4 separate regions of the Mus musculus genome follow, and all the other regions are linked to region 1. Evidence: chromatin contacts called from public Hi-C, HiChIP or PLAC-seq and Micro-C data. All regions are on one chromosome and are shown on one strand. Each heading gives the region's core, a stretch centred on a gene start, on an enhancer-like site or on the middle of the called end of the contact. The rest is flanking DNA. Distances are from core to core; before and after follow the strand shown.

Region 1 (3,147 bases), core at 183-2,682:
GGCTCCGCTCTCCTCCCCAGGGACTCAAGGGACAGCCCTTGTCAGGTGCCCTTCCTTTGCCACCTACAAAGCAAAGCCCAGTCTTTCCTTTTGAGCAATATCCACGTTGAGAATCCTGCGGGGGGGGGGGGGTTGTTTTGTTTTGACTACTGCTGTAGCTCTTATTTTTGTTAATGTTAATTACAATTTCTGCTGTGCTCAAACCTGTAGCTCTCATAAAACATGCTTACACACGCGGGGGACAATTGGCGGGTGCTCCCTGCTGGCTGGAGCCAGGCCTCGGAGGCTCTTTGGGGGATCGATTTTCCGGGCAGGGTAGGCTAGCTGTCCCCTAACACATACGTTTCTATAAATATCCACTACCCCTGGGGTTGGGAGTAGATGTTTACCGGGTCGGGGGGGAAGGGAGCTCTGAGAAGCAGAGATGAAAAAAGGGGGAGGGGGCGCAAGGAGGAAGTTCCCAGGAAAAGGAGCCTGGGGTGGGCGAGCACCAGAGGGAAGCAAGGGGCCCACGCCACGAATCTCCTTTGTGGCAGCAGCTCGGGGCTCGCCCAAGTTGCAGAGGGCGGCGTCGAGGACAGGCCCCTGCTAGGGGCGTGGAGATTCGGCCCTCTCTTCCCACAGTCGGAACCCAACAAGCCAGGGGTCTGCCTGGCGCCCACCCGAAGCCAGGTCTCACCGTGTGGGCTGTAGTGGTAGCGTTGCTGGCCCGGAGAGGCGGCAGGGCGATGGGGGAGGGCGGGCCGGTCCCCACTCCGCTTCGGGGAGCCCCCGCGCCGATCCCCGGGGAAGCCTGAAGCTGGCGAACGGCGGTGTCCCCTCCTCGGCCTGGGAGCCACGCGCGGGAGGAGACAAAAGAGGGTCAGGGTGGGGGAAGAGAGCCACCCAGACCCCCCGCCCCCGCCCCGGTGGGCAGCGAACCCCCTCTTCTAGGGAGAAGATGGAAGGAGACACCCGGCCCGGGAAAAGCCGGCGGCGTGCGGGAAACAAGGGGGGTCGGGACGCGACTCCCCAGCGCGCACCCGCCAGCTGCAAAGTTAAGTTCGCGACCCGGCGGGGAGCAGTGCTGGGCCGGAGCTCCGGAGCCCACGTCGCCGGGCCGGGGGAGGGGAGGGCGGGCCACCGAGAAGGCGCAGCGGCGGGGTCGCGCTCCGGATGGCCCTCGCTCGACCCGCCGGGTTCGGGGATCCCGGGGCACCAACGCGCGCAGCCCGCGCCCCACGCCGCCGACAGGGTCCCGGGGCCCTTACCGGTCGGGTAGGCGGCGGGAGCGGCGGCCGAAGGTTTCCTGGTTAACATGGCCGCGGGAGAGGAACGTGCATGGCAGTGCTGCCCTCGCCGCCGGTCCCGCCGCTACTCCTCGCCGCCGCCGCCGCCGCCTCCTGGTCGCCCCTCACGCGGGTCACCCGCGCCTCGTCGCCGCCTCGCTCCCGCTACAGCCAGACACACGCAGTCCGCTGCATCCCCTCGGCCCGGACCCGCCGCCGCGAGCCCCCCGCTCTCCTCCTCGCCGCCGCCGTCCCCCTCGTCCTCGGGCGGCTGCTGTACCCCCCGGCCCGTGCACATGCCTCGCCCTCCCCTGCCGCACCGCTGGCCTCCCCGACTCCCTCACATCGGGGCCGCGGGGAGCGGGTTGCGGCCGCCGGGACCCACTCGCTCGGGAGCCTCCTCCCGGGCCCGCGCGCGTCCGCGCACACTCGCACACACGCTCGCCCCCGCGGCTCGCGCCCGAGAAGGCCAGCCCCGCCCCCGCCGAGGCCCCGCCCCGGACTCCCCCCACCCCCCACCCCCGGCCCCAGCCACACAGGCTGGCGGCCACCCCACCCCCACCCGCCACCCCGGGAGTCCCACCCCCTCCGATCTTCCGCAGAGCCGCCCTCCGCTCCCAGGAAAACTGCGACTCCGGCTCGCCCTGTGCCTCCCCTACGGCCATCTGCCCTCTACCCGGGTCCCCCTCGCCCCTGCGACGCCCCTCCCGGCACTACCGCGCAACCTACCGCGGCCGGCCTCCTCCCGAAATTGCTGCAGAGACCACTCCCTCTTCCATCACGCCCCTAAACACCGCTCCTAATGGCTGCTCCCAGACAATACTGCGGCCCCCCACCCCTGGCCCCGACCCTAGTCCCTGTCCCTGTCCCAGTGGCCCAGCCAGCCCCTCTCCCCAGTTTATCATGGAGAGAACTTAGTTGTATGAGGGTCACCTCGGAAAGTCAGGCTCCGAGGAGGGACTGCGGCTGAGCCTGGTGACCCAAGCATGGACGAAGGAAGGGGCTGCCCTTCCACCTTCATTTCAGCCACGCACGCCCTCCCTGATTCACTGACACCGAGTGACCGCTGCCCTCCAGTCGCTAGGACAAGGGGAGGCAGACAGGCGCCTGTGGACCGCAGCTGAGGTAGCAGTTGGCTGTGGGTTGCTAGGCAAAAATAAACATCAGAGACACCTCCCATTTCCTTACAACTCCAAGCCTTTCCCCGGCGCGGCGCGGCCACTGAGACAGACACACCTTCCTTTCAGCTCTCTGCTGCACTGGTGCGACACCTCTGATTCCTCACATCCTCGGAGGAAAAGATTCCTTTTCCCTTTCCCTTCCCAGACACGTGGAGAATTTCCCCGCCCTTTTCATTTGTGGTCTATAGCCTCTGTTTCCCAGAAAGAACAAAAATTTTCTTCTCTGTCGTCGCACACCTTATGCTTTGTCGCGCGTGGCACACTTGTGCACCTTTGTCCACTTGGACAGCCAGGTGTGGAGGGAAAGCTTCAAAAAATCCCAGCAGATAGGGAAGAAAGTTGGACCGCATCCAGGCATGCACTTCCTTCCTGGGAGGTGCCTAATTTCTGAAGTGCTCCTGGAGTCCCGGGTCCATTTTTTACTGTCCTGTTCATTGTGTCTGTCCCCAGGTCCCCGAGAGTGCTGGCCCCAGCTAGAGCAGACTTCAGTCCAGAGGGAGCTACCTCCTGCTGTTCTGTGGGCTCTGCTGTTTGCAAATTGTCATAGCAACCTCCTACAAAGATCACCTCAGCTTTATCCAAATGCCAAAGGGACCGGCCCACATTACAGTGTGACCCTCTAGGGCGCCTACAGAGTAATAAGAGGAGGGCACACTCCACCCTCGAAGAGAATGAGAGACAGAGACAGACAGAGAGGA
Region 2 (3,147 bases), core at 386-2,885, 1.6 Mb after region 1:
GGGAAGCGATTTAAAGCAAAAGAAAAAATGGGAAGTTTTTGGTTTTTTTTAAAGGCCGGGAAGGGAGTTTTACTGTTCTCAATAGACGCGTCCTTAGGCTTGGAAATTGCTGCGAACGTCCCAACCCCCTGCCCGCCCGCCCGCCCGCCCCCGGCCCTGGGCGCTGCGCACAACTCTGCAACAGCCGGCTTGCACTCTTAATTGGTTGCATCCGCAGACAAAACCCTCCATTCCGCGGGGTCCTGGGTGCCCCTCGACCGTCCCTTCCCAGCCCCCAGCCACTCGCCCAAGAGGAAGCTAAAACTTGGGCTGCTCAGAGGAGCGGGATCGAGGAGCCAAAGAGGGACCCGACTCCTGGCGGGGAAGCGACCCTGGCTACCGTGCACTTTCCTTCCAGAGCTCCCTGGGCGAAGCGCGTTTCCCGGGCCCGCGGGGGCCTGGGATCCTCCGGGATCCTTTCCCCGCCAGCCCCGGCGGCTGTAGCAGCTCGGCAGGCATTTAAATATCCTCGGGAGGAGCACCAGGCGGGCAGTCGGCTCCGCACGCGTTCTTTGTCGGGAGGGCGCGAGCCTTGGGCCATGGAGTGTGGGGAGGGCACCGAGGGGGCGGCCGCGGCGCATCAGCCTCCTACGGGAAGGCGGCCCCGAGAAGCCGGAGAAAGCCGCGGGTCTAAGAGCTTCGGACTCGCAGTCCTGCCCCTCCTGAACTCCCCAGTCCCCCCAGTCGCCAAAGCGGCTGACAAAGCGACGCTTTTATTCTTTGGGACCCCCGAGGCTCGATGCCCCCCCCCCGAGCCACGCCGCGCCGCTCCGGGGCTGCGCACAATAGCGAAAGTCCCTGTCCACGATTCGCGCGACCCCACCTCCACCGGGTGGCTACGGCTCGCCGCGGGACCCCAGCTCTTGGAGCCGGGGAGCGCGGGTACCCGGAGAGACTGCGCCGCGCACTCTCCAGGGGAACTCGGTCTCCCGCCCCACCTACACCCGGGTGGCAGGCGGGCTAGCTTGCGCTGCCGTAGCCGCTGCGCTCCCGCGCTCCGGTCGCCCGGCGTGTCGCGGGGCCCCGGGGGCAGAGGCGTCGCGGGTGGGCTGAGTGGCCCCTCCGCGTCGGCGTACTGACTTGCTGCTGCTTCCTGGGTCGGCCGCGTCCTCGCTTCTGTGGCACCGGGGCGGCAGGTTGTCCCTGGGCTGATGTGGACGGCTGCCCGGCGCCCTCACCGCGTGCGCTCATCCTGCCTCCCGCCGCCGCTACCACTGCCTCTACCGGTACCGCCGCTGCAGCCGCTCGGCCTCCGCCGCCCCGAATCCGCCCAGCACCTTTCGGGAGACGGGATGTAGAGAGCTGGAGAGGGCAAGAGCGGCGAGAGCAGGCGAGCTGGCGAGTGCGCCGGGGACTACTGCTGCTGCTTAGGCTGCCGCCGCTGCCACCATCAACACCGGACGTCCAGCGGCTGCCAAAAAGAGAGAGGGGAGGAGGAAGAGAGGAGGAGGAGAGGAGGAGGAGGAAAGGAGGAGGCGCTGCGGGCAGTGGGTGGCGGAGGTAGAGGTGGAGGTAGGGAGAGGAGGCGGGAAGCGAAGGAGAGGGAAGAGTTGGAGGCGGAGAGGGTTGCTCTCTCCGCAAAGGCTCGGGAGTTGCGGGTACTGGGACGCTCGGCAGCGGCTTGGAGAGGGAAGAGACTTGGAGTGAATTGTGTCCCTTGAAATGTTAGGCGGGGAAAGAATTCCGCCTCCTCTCCCCCACCCCAGAGGGAGAGAGAGGGAGGGGGGCGGGAAGGAGAGACAGAGACGCAGAGAGCCAGAGAGAGACACAGAGAAGAGGGACAGAGACAGAAACTCAGAGAGAGACAGAGACAAAGAGACAGAACGGGACAGAGATAGAGACTGACTAGTGCGGTCAGAAACCGAGGAGAGAGTGGAAGTTTCTGCCAGGATCCGGTAGGGCGCCCAGCTCAGCTCTAGCAAGGAACAGAGCAGTGGGTGGCACCGCGCCTCCTCGGGTGGCGGGGTCAGGCGGCGGCACTGCACAGATGCAGAGGGACAAGCTGCTGGCCTCTGCGCTCTGCACCCGGAGCCCAAGTTTTGCCCGTGCTGCAAGTTTTCAGAGTTCCTGCCCGGGATTCAAGAGGGATGAGTGTGTGCGTGCGTGTGCGTGTGTGTACACGCGCGCTCGCACTTGCGGAGGGGGTGGCGGGAACGGGGAGTGCCCACCTCTGATCGTGGGCGGATAAAGGGGAGGGGGCTGCAGGAGAAGCAAGAGGAGGGGGCAGGCCAGGCGGACAGCCGAGCCCAGGCGCCTGGCCGCGGGCCAGAGGCAGCGTTCGAAACACAACTGCCTCGAAGGCGGCGGCGCCCGGTTGCCACCCGGAGCCCCGGCTCACGTGCTCCCGCCAGCAGTGGGGTTAAAAAGACAGGGCCTAGGCTCTCCTGCCGGATCGCCGCTGGAGGCCACCCCTGAGCGGCTGTCCTAGGAAGGCGAAAGAAAATGACTATCTCAGAGTCACCCTGGAGAGCTTGGCTTCTACCTGTGCTTCCACCGAGGGTTGCCCGAAGTTTCCGGAAGCATTCAGGGTCAACCGCCGCTGTCTACTATTTCAGCCCCGGGAAAAGAGCGACCAAGGAGTCGGAGCGCCCCTTGCGACCCCCCCCCCCCCCCCGCTCCACTGAGAAATGCCCTCACCCCAGAGTGCACGGGCCGGCGCACAAACAAGCGTGCACAAAGATACACGGGCCCACGCGTGTGATCGCAGACAAGCTTGCACGAAAATTCATGTGTGCGCGCACACACACTTCACTGGCAAGCAGGCATGCAAACAAACCCGTGCTTAAGCACACACTACCAGACACACGATGGTGCCAGTAAGCACATTCGCAACAAAAGCACACACTTGCACACTATACACAGGAACACCGAGTGTGCCAGCTCCTTTATCGAGGTCCCCTCCCCCAGGACTGACTCCTGGAGCAGGCGCTGCACCCCCGTGCTGGGACGCCCATAACTCTATGGGATATTACCGATCACTTATCCTTCCACCGCACCAATTGCCTGAAGTTTGCCTTCATTTTAACCTTCTCCCTCAGAATTCCTTTCTGCCAAGTCCTAATTTTATAGCCTGGGCTGTTTCTAAGTTATGTGAACACCATCGTGGCC
Region 3 (3,147 bases), core at 170-2,669, 1.4 Mb after region 1:
TCTTGTTATAATGCCAACTGTATTTTTCCTGGGTTAAAAATCTCAGTGCTTGCTCCACTATATGCATGGTTTCTTCAAAAAGACACAGCTCTTCTAGCAATTAAACAGGGATTTTATAAGTCATCACTTATAAAGGGGGCTGGAGACCTGGTTCAGTGGTTAAGAGCACCTCTTGCTCTTGCAGAAGACCTGGGTTCAGTTCTGTGGTGATTTGGATATGCTTGGCTCATGGGAAGTGGCAATATTGGGAGGTGAGGCCTCATTGGAATAGGTGTGACTTTATTGGATGAAGTGTGTCACTGTGTAGGTGGGCTTTAAGGTCCCTAGTGCTCAAGCTCCAGCCAGTTCAGAAGAGAACCTCTGGCTGCCTTCAGATCTGGGCTTCTCCAGCGCCATGTCTGCCTGCATGCTGTCATGCTTCCTGCTATGACGACAATGGACTGAACCTCTGAAACTGTGAGCCAGTCCCAAATAAATGTTTTACTTTTTAAGAGTTGCTTTGGTTATGGTGTCTTCACAGTAATGGAAGTAAAACTAAGTAAAACTGGTTCCCAGCACCCCTGTGGTGACTCACAACCAACTGTAAATCCAGTTCAAGGGATGAGATGGCCTCTTCTGGCCTCTTCTGGTACCAGGCACACATGTGGTACACATACATGCTTGAATGTGGTGATCTGTTGAAAACACTGTTTCCAGGTAAGTCTGGGTAGTTAACGTTTGTTGCCTAATCACCCACTGAAGATCAATGAATGAGGTACTATCTAGGCCCTAAGACACTCTTCTTATCTTTCACAAGTGTTAAAGAGACTTGCGTATCGCCCATAGCTTGTGCAATATTAGAAGCACATGCAAAAACCACACCTTTTTTTGTAAACTCATTCACCCTAGGTTAGCTTTGTCTCAGGTATGTAATAGTTTGGACAGATCAACATTGGTTGAAATAGCTTGTTTTACCCTTTAAATTCGTGGGGATAAGGAAAGATTATTCTGTTGGGTGACACTTTGAAATATAACTGGCATGCAGTCGACGTGACGTATTTAAGTTGTACAATTTGATACATCCTCACAGCCGCGTACCTCCTAGGATCCTCAGCCGAAATGAGAAAATTTCTAGACTGCAATTAAACAAAAACAAAACTCAGAAAGGGCTCCAGGATGATCAGAGCTGAGCAATCCCTTTGGTATCCTTTCTCGTGAGGCTGTCACAGACAGGGCCCCCGGCCAGGCTTGGCCCATCCAAGGCTTTGAGATGCTTTGATTTATAATTTGCCACTCCCGACAGGAAATTCCTTAAACTTTCTCCTGTAGGTGTAGGGGTCAGCCAAAGCCTCGGGATGACAGAGACAGCTGGTTGACCACGCCTCCCCAAAGACCACGCCTCTCAAGGATCCCGGCATGCTGTGCGCTGGCCCCTGAACGGAAGCCGGAAGCGCCTGTACTTCCGGTTGGCGTCCCACGCGTGGTGCGCGGTGTTGTCTCTCAGGTGAGTTGCGTGGGCTTTGGACTCAACTCCGCGGCGTGAAGGACTGGCTCGGACCCTGCCTCCGCGGCGAGACCTGACCGCATCCTCGCTCGGTGCGGGGCTCGGGAGGGCGAGGCTCGGGGTCCCGCACACGGACCACTGGTGATTGCTGACGCTCAGGGGACCTCACCCAGCCACCCCACGGTTCTCGTGACCTGTACGGTGTGCAGCAGAGCGGTGGCCCCGGGGGATCCGGCTCAGCCCCGCAGTCCGCAGACGGGGACGGTAGCTCCGGGTTGAAGCCGAACTTGGTAGAAAGGAGCTGACAGGAGTCGGAGGATCAGAGCGAGCCTTAGGGAGAGCCATTTCCAGACCTAGATCGGAGATGTGACGGTCCTGAAGTGGGCGTTGTGCGGACTGGAGCTTGCGTGCGTGTGGGGCTAGAGAGTAAGTCGGAGGCCCGAGAGGAGCGGGATGAGCTTTGATACACGAGGGGAGGAGTCTTTAAAAGGCAGGGAGCTATGGTTTAAGCTGTTAAAAGTTCACACTAAAGATGTGGTGACGGATATTGGATAAGAACAGCGCAATAGGTGATTTTAAGGCGGAGCTGTTCGCTTTCTGTGTCTACTATGCATAGCTGCTCTTTGAGAACGGCTTGAATTAACGACTTGTTCCTACTTAAAGGGGCCTGACGTGTCCGGACTTAGTCCTTTCATGCTCTGCGCTGATTATTACATAAGCTAAGCATGAGGGCACAGCACAACTTCTCTTCCATCTGTCCCAGTTCTGAAGAGAAGGCTGCTTGGCCACGTCCTTGCCAGTCAAGGGTGTGAGCAGTAAACCTTTTGTTTGTGTTTCTGTTCACCGCCAGGTGAAGCATGGCTAAAAGCCTGCGGAGTAAGTGGAAGAGGAAGATGCGGGCCGAGAAGAGAAAGAAGAATGCGCCAAGGGAGCTCAACAGACTGAAGAGTATCCTCAGAGTGGACGGGGATGCTCTAATGAAAGACGTTGAGGAGATAGCAACCGTGGTGGTAGCCAAACCTCGCCAGGAGAAAATGCAGTGTGAGGAAGGGCGGTGTGACGGCGCAGATGAGGAAAAGGGTGAGCCTCGGTCTTCATTTACATGGTTTTTCTAAAAAATGATCCACTTTTCTCTTAGGGGTCGGTCTCTCTCTGTCTTTTTAAAGCCGTCTTCTACCCATTCTACTTGTCCCTAGTGTCAAGTCCAAAAGAAACTGGGGACAAATGGCTAGCTGTGGAGCTTATTAGATAATAAAGTACATGCTGGCACCCTGGTTCCTCTCAGCTCCTCCCCCCAACCCCCAAGTGTCTCCACTTCACAAGCCTCCCTCTCACTCCCATATAACACTGCCGTCTCGGCCGTGCTTCTCTCGGCTCCTGGATCCTCTCGTTCCTCTCAGTCGCCTTTACCCCACTTCTCTTCCTCTCTTGCCTCCCCAACCCCCACCCCACTTTCTCTCCTCTCATGGCCTGGTTCAGTCCACTGGCGATGTTTTGTCTTCTTTCTCTCCTGCTCTGGACTCTTCTGACTGTACCTTCCCTCATTTCGACAGTAAACACTTCCTCTTCAATCACACTTGGAGCTGTCCTGTGCTCACTGTATGCACCTCACATACCTGGTGTGTTCACGTCTTTATCCTTTGGAAGCTTACGTTTCTTTTAGA
Region 4 (3,147 bases), core at 454-2,953, 1.2 Mb before region 1:
AGTGAGCAGTCTGCAATCAAATGTGGTTACCAGGACGTAGGATTCTAGTTCCCTATCTTCCTCACCCTTACTTTACTCAAACACATGGGCAACTTTTACATCCCCCAGTAGTCGTGAGCCTGAGACTGTCGCTCAGCTCAGTAGTACAGTACTTGCATACACACACATTCTAAAGGCTGAGGTTCAATCGCATTATCAAATCCTATGCAGCTATTAAAAGTAATTTTGTAACTTACTGACAAGCTGTAGAACACCTTTATATGCTAATATAAAGTAGAAAACTTAAAGAGATACAGAGCAAAGACTGGAACTTTATATATTTTATGCATTCCTCTCATAACTAAAATCCTCACAAAAAGCACGGATGCTTCTATGACTTTCGGTTTACCATTTAGAACAGTGATAGAACATCATGTCACAACCAGCAGCACCCACACACTGTGCACTTCTAAAGCCTGCGTCAGGGGAAGGGCTGTGGAAATATAGGTCGCAGTGACCACTCTCTAATGCAATTGCAATCGAGAAAGTTAAGAGTTTGTAGGTAAATACTTAAAACGACTGTGCGATAATCCAGGTTTCAATTTTGTTTCCTCGATTACCTGGTAAAACAAGCTATATTTACACACTCGAGGCAGAAATACCAACCAGAGTCTCTTGTTCCGAAGCTGGAATCTGTGAGGTGCTTGCAGCACCCTCGGTAGACACAGACATGTTGGTATTGCACATTGGCCTACAAGTAGAAAAAAAACAACAACACACACGATAAAAACTTGAAATTATAAAACATCTACGAAAAGGGACAAATAGATACATGCATTTACGAAGGAGACAGAAAACGTCTTTCGGCAATAGCTCTCAAATGCAAAACGACGTCGGCGAGCTGTCCCTTACCTGGAGGCCCGCAGGAGAAGCGCGGTGATCCGAGAGGGTCCCCCAGGGGTGTCCGGTCGGTCTCCCGCTCGCCCAGCAGACGGCTGCGGAAACGGGGCAGCGTTTAAATAACCCCAGCTGGAGACATGTCAGGACTTAGCTCCTCCGACAGCCGACGCCGGACGTGTCCCAACTTGACCAGCCCCACAGGAAGAGCTGAGTCAACTCGGCCCAGCCCAGTCCCACCCGTCCCGGAAGCCGCATCCCGGCGAGTCCGGGACCAGGCACCTGTCACCTCCTGGACCCCAGCAACGAGCCCAGCGCGACCCCGGAGCGGGCCCCCCGCGCGCGGGGCCTGCTGGGAGACCCCCGCTCTTCCCTCCTCCCCCTCCCTCCGTCCCCTCCCGCGCATGCGCCGTGCTAACCGCGCCATCTCCCACCCCACCCCCCACTCCCACCCACACGCACACCCCCGGCCGCAGAATGACATCAGGGCCCAGCGCGGGCAAACGGTCGCCCAGCCTCGTGCCCCGCGACCCCACGAGCCGGCCCGGGTTACGAGTAGGCCCCGGAGGGCGCGGAAAAGAGGGAATGATCGGGACTCTCCGCCGCCCACGGAGCGGGTACCTGCTACTTCCCGCGCATCTTCCGACCCTTCACGGGGAGCGCGGAGGCCCCGCGGCCGGGGCCTGAGCGACCATGGTCGCTCCAGAGCTCGAGCGACGAGAAGGCGGCGGCTCCTCACCGGCCGCTCCTAGGCTACGCTGGCCCCGGAGGCCCCGTTAACAAAGCAGAGTTCTGTGACGAGCGCCCCCTACCGTCCGCGGAGAGAACGCCGGAAGCCACGGGCCATCCGGGCATCGGGGCGTGCGCGCGCGCACGCCCGACGCCGCCTCCTGGACCAATAGGAGGCGGGGGGCGGGGCTTAGCGGCCGCCCGGTGCCGGAGCGCGCAGGAGGTGGGGAGGGGCCGCGCGGTTGTGTTTACCGCTCGAAACCGCAATGGTCGCTAGGCAAGTTCCTATCCGACTGCTGCTGCTACCAAAAGAAAAGCAAGACTAACAGCTGGGTAGTATTTTTAAATCCATCCCGCCAGCAGCTGAAGTTGTATACAAATGAGTGATTTTTTTTTAAGACTTTAAAAATAGGCAAGGTGAGAGAGGGTGGAGTGGGACGGGGAGGAAATTGTGAGAAGGGGGTGTCCCAGAAGGGAACGGAGAGCGGGGTGGAAAGTGAATAAATAATAATGAATAAAAAATGAATAGCTCCATGGTCAAGAGTGCATACAGCTCCTTTTTAGGTTTTCAGTCACTCACGCCACACAAATTCTGTCATTGCAGGGTACTCAACACACTCTTCTGGTCTCCATGAGCAACCGCACCTGTGTGCACAGACATACACATAATTAAAGTTAAAATTAAAAAAAAAAATTCAAAGACTGTTAGGGTCCATGACACCTTGGGCTCATAGTATGTAAACGCAAAGAATGTTTTAATCTGCAGAAGTCAGCATTCTGGTGTCTCCTCTCCCCATTACTAAGATAGAGACACCCAAGTGAGTTTGCAGACCTGACATAAAGCATATTAGCGAATTCTGGGATAGGTGACCTCTATGTTAATCTATTGGGTCCATCTTTAGGGACATTCCATTCCCGGGGTGAGAGGGCTGGAAACTTTTGGCTGAGAAAGTCTGGAAACTGCTGCTGACCCATTGTCCTTGCCTCAGGCGGGGCAGCTTCTGAGGCCCGGACTTGCCCGGAATTGCCCAGTTCTTGGAAACAGAGATTTAGGCCTAGTCCCCTTAACTGCCAGTTTGAAACTTGTCATGAAATCAGCCTGGCCTTTTCAACACATACACTCCAGTGTTTACAAACTTTCTAATTGTTAGTCATCTTGAGGGCCCAAGATAGCATTATAAGGTATAGGAGTTTGGCCTGGACGCTGCTTTAGGCAGTGTGGACGCAGGTCAAAGAAAAGCATTGATAAGGCCAGATATAATGGTGTGCGTGTAATCCCAGGTACAGAGCAACAGCCGTCTGGGTCCACCTTTTAAGGTACATCTAAGAACGGAGGGTGTGTGGCACCGAGAAGGTCCTGCATTGTTCAGTCCTCGGTCCCCAAAGCAAAAGCCCCAGATCTTAAAGGACTTAAAACCAGGGGTGGTGGCACATTTGCACAGTCAAAGATAATCAGGAAGCTGAGGCAGGAGGATAGCTTGAGTTGAGCAATTTAAAGCTAATTTGAGTAACATTGATAACCTACCTAAAGGAGAAAGGTAA

What was found. Hi-C and Micro-C count contacts between places; a contact is called where the count stands out from the background. HiChIP or PLAC-seq counts read pairs in DNA pulled down with a chosen protein or histone mark.
Region 2: an HNF4G HiChIP or PLAC-seq map of pancreatic cancer cells shows a contact between it and region 1. The contact joins the promoter of Hmga2 here to the promoter of Dyrk2 in region 1. A contact is called at or near these places in 1 of 39 promoter capture datasets (embryonic stem cells) and 1 of 115 datasets of contacts at active chromatin or transcription factors (pancreatic cancer cells).
Region 3: a Hi-C map of B cells shows a contact between it and region 1, with 5 read pairs. The contact joins the promoter of Llph here to the promoter of Dyrk2 in region 1. A contact is called at or near these places in 1 of 484 Hi-C or Micro-C datasets (B cells) and 1 of 9 other capture datasets (adipose tissue).
Region 4: a contact with region 1 is called in a Micro-C map of embryonic stem cells, with 8 times the contacts expected there. The contact joins the promoter of Mdm2 here to the promoter of Dyrk2 in region 1. A contact is called at or near these places in 1 of 39 promoter capture datasets (cranial neural crest), 2 of 484 Hi-C or Micro-C datasets (embryonic stem cells and myocytes) and 4 of 115 datasets of contacts at active chromatin or transcription factors (astrocytes, embryonic forebrain, large pre-B cells and 1 more).

The regions. Positions count from the first base shown.
Region 1 is chr10:118,867,471-118,870,617 of GRCm38.p6, forward strand. It overlaps Dyrk2 (dual-specificity tyrosine-(Y)-phosphorylation regulated kinase 2), which reads right to left and starts at 1,433. Exons shown (of 3, transcript NM_001014390.2): 1 at 1,251-1,433; 2 at 680-828. The coding sequence starts at 1,299.
Region 2 is chr10:120,474,834-120,477,980 of GRCm38.p6, forward strand. It overlaps Hmga2 (high mobility group AT-hook 2), which reads right to left and starts at 1,636. Exons shown (of 5, transcript NM_010441.3): 1 at 1,120-1,636. The coding sequence starts at 1,230.
Region 3 is chr10:120,225,641-120,228,787 of GRCm38.p6, forward strand. Llph (LLP homolog, long-term synaptic facilitation (Aplysia)) reads left to right here and starts at 1,420. Exons shown (of 3, transcript NM_025431.2): 1 at 1,420-1,483; 2 at 2,334-2,563. The coding sequence starts at 2,341.
Region 4 is chr10:117,709,055-117,712,201 of GRCm38.p6, forward strand. Mdm2 (transformed mouse 3T3 cell double minute 2) reads right to left here and starts at 1,704. Exons shown (of 12, transcript NM_010786.4): 1 at 1,498-1,704; 2 at 892-974; 3 at 646-730. The coding sequence starts at 726.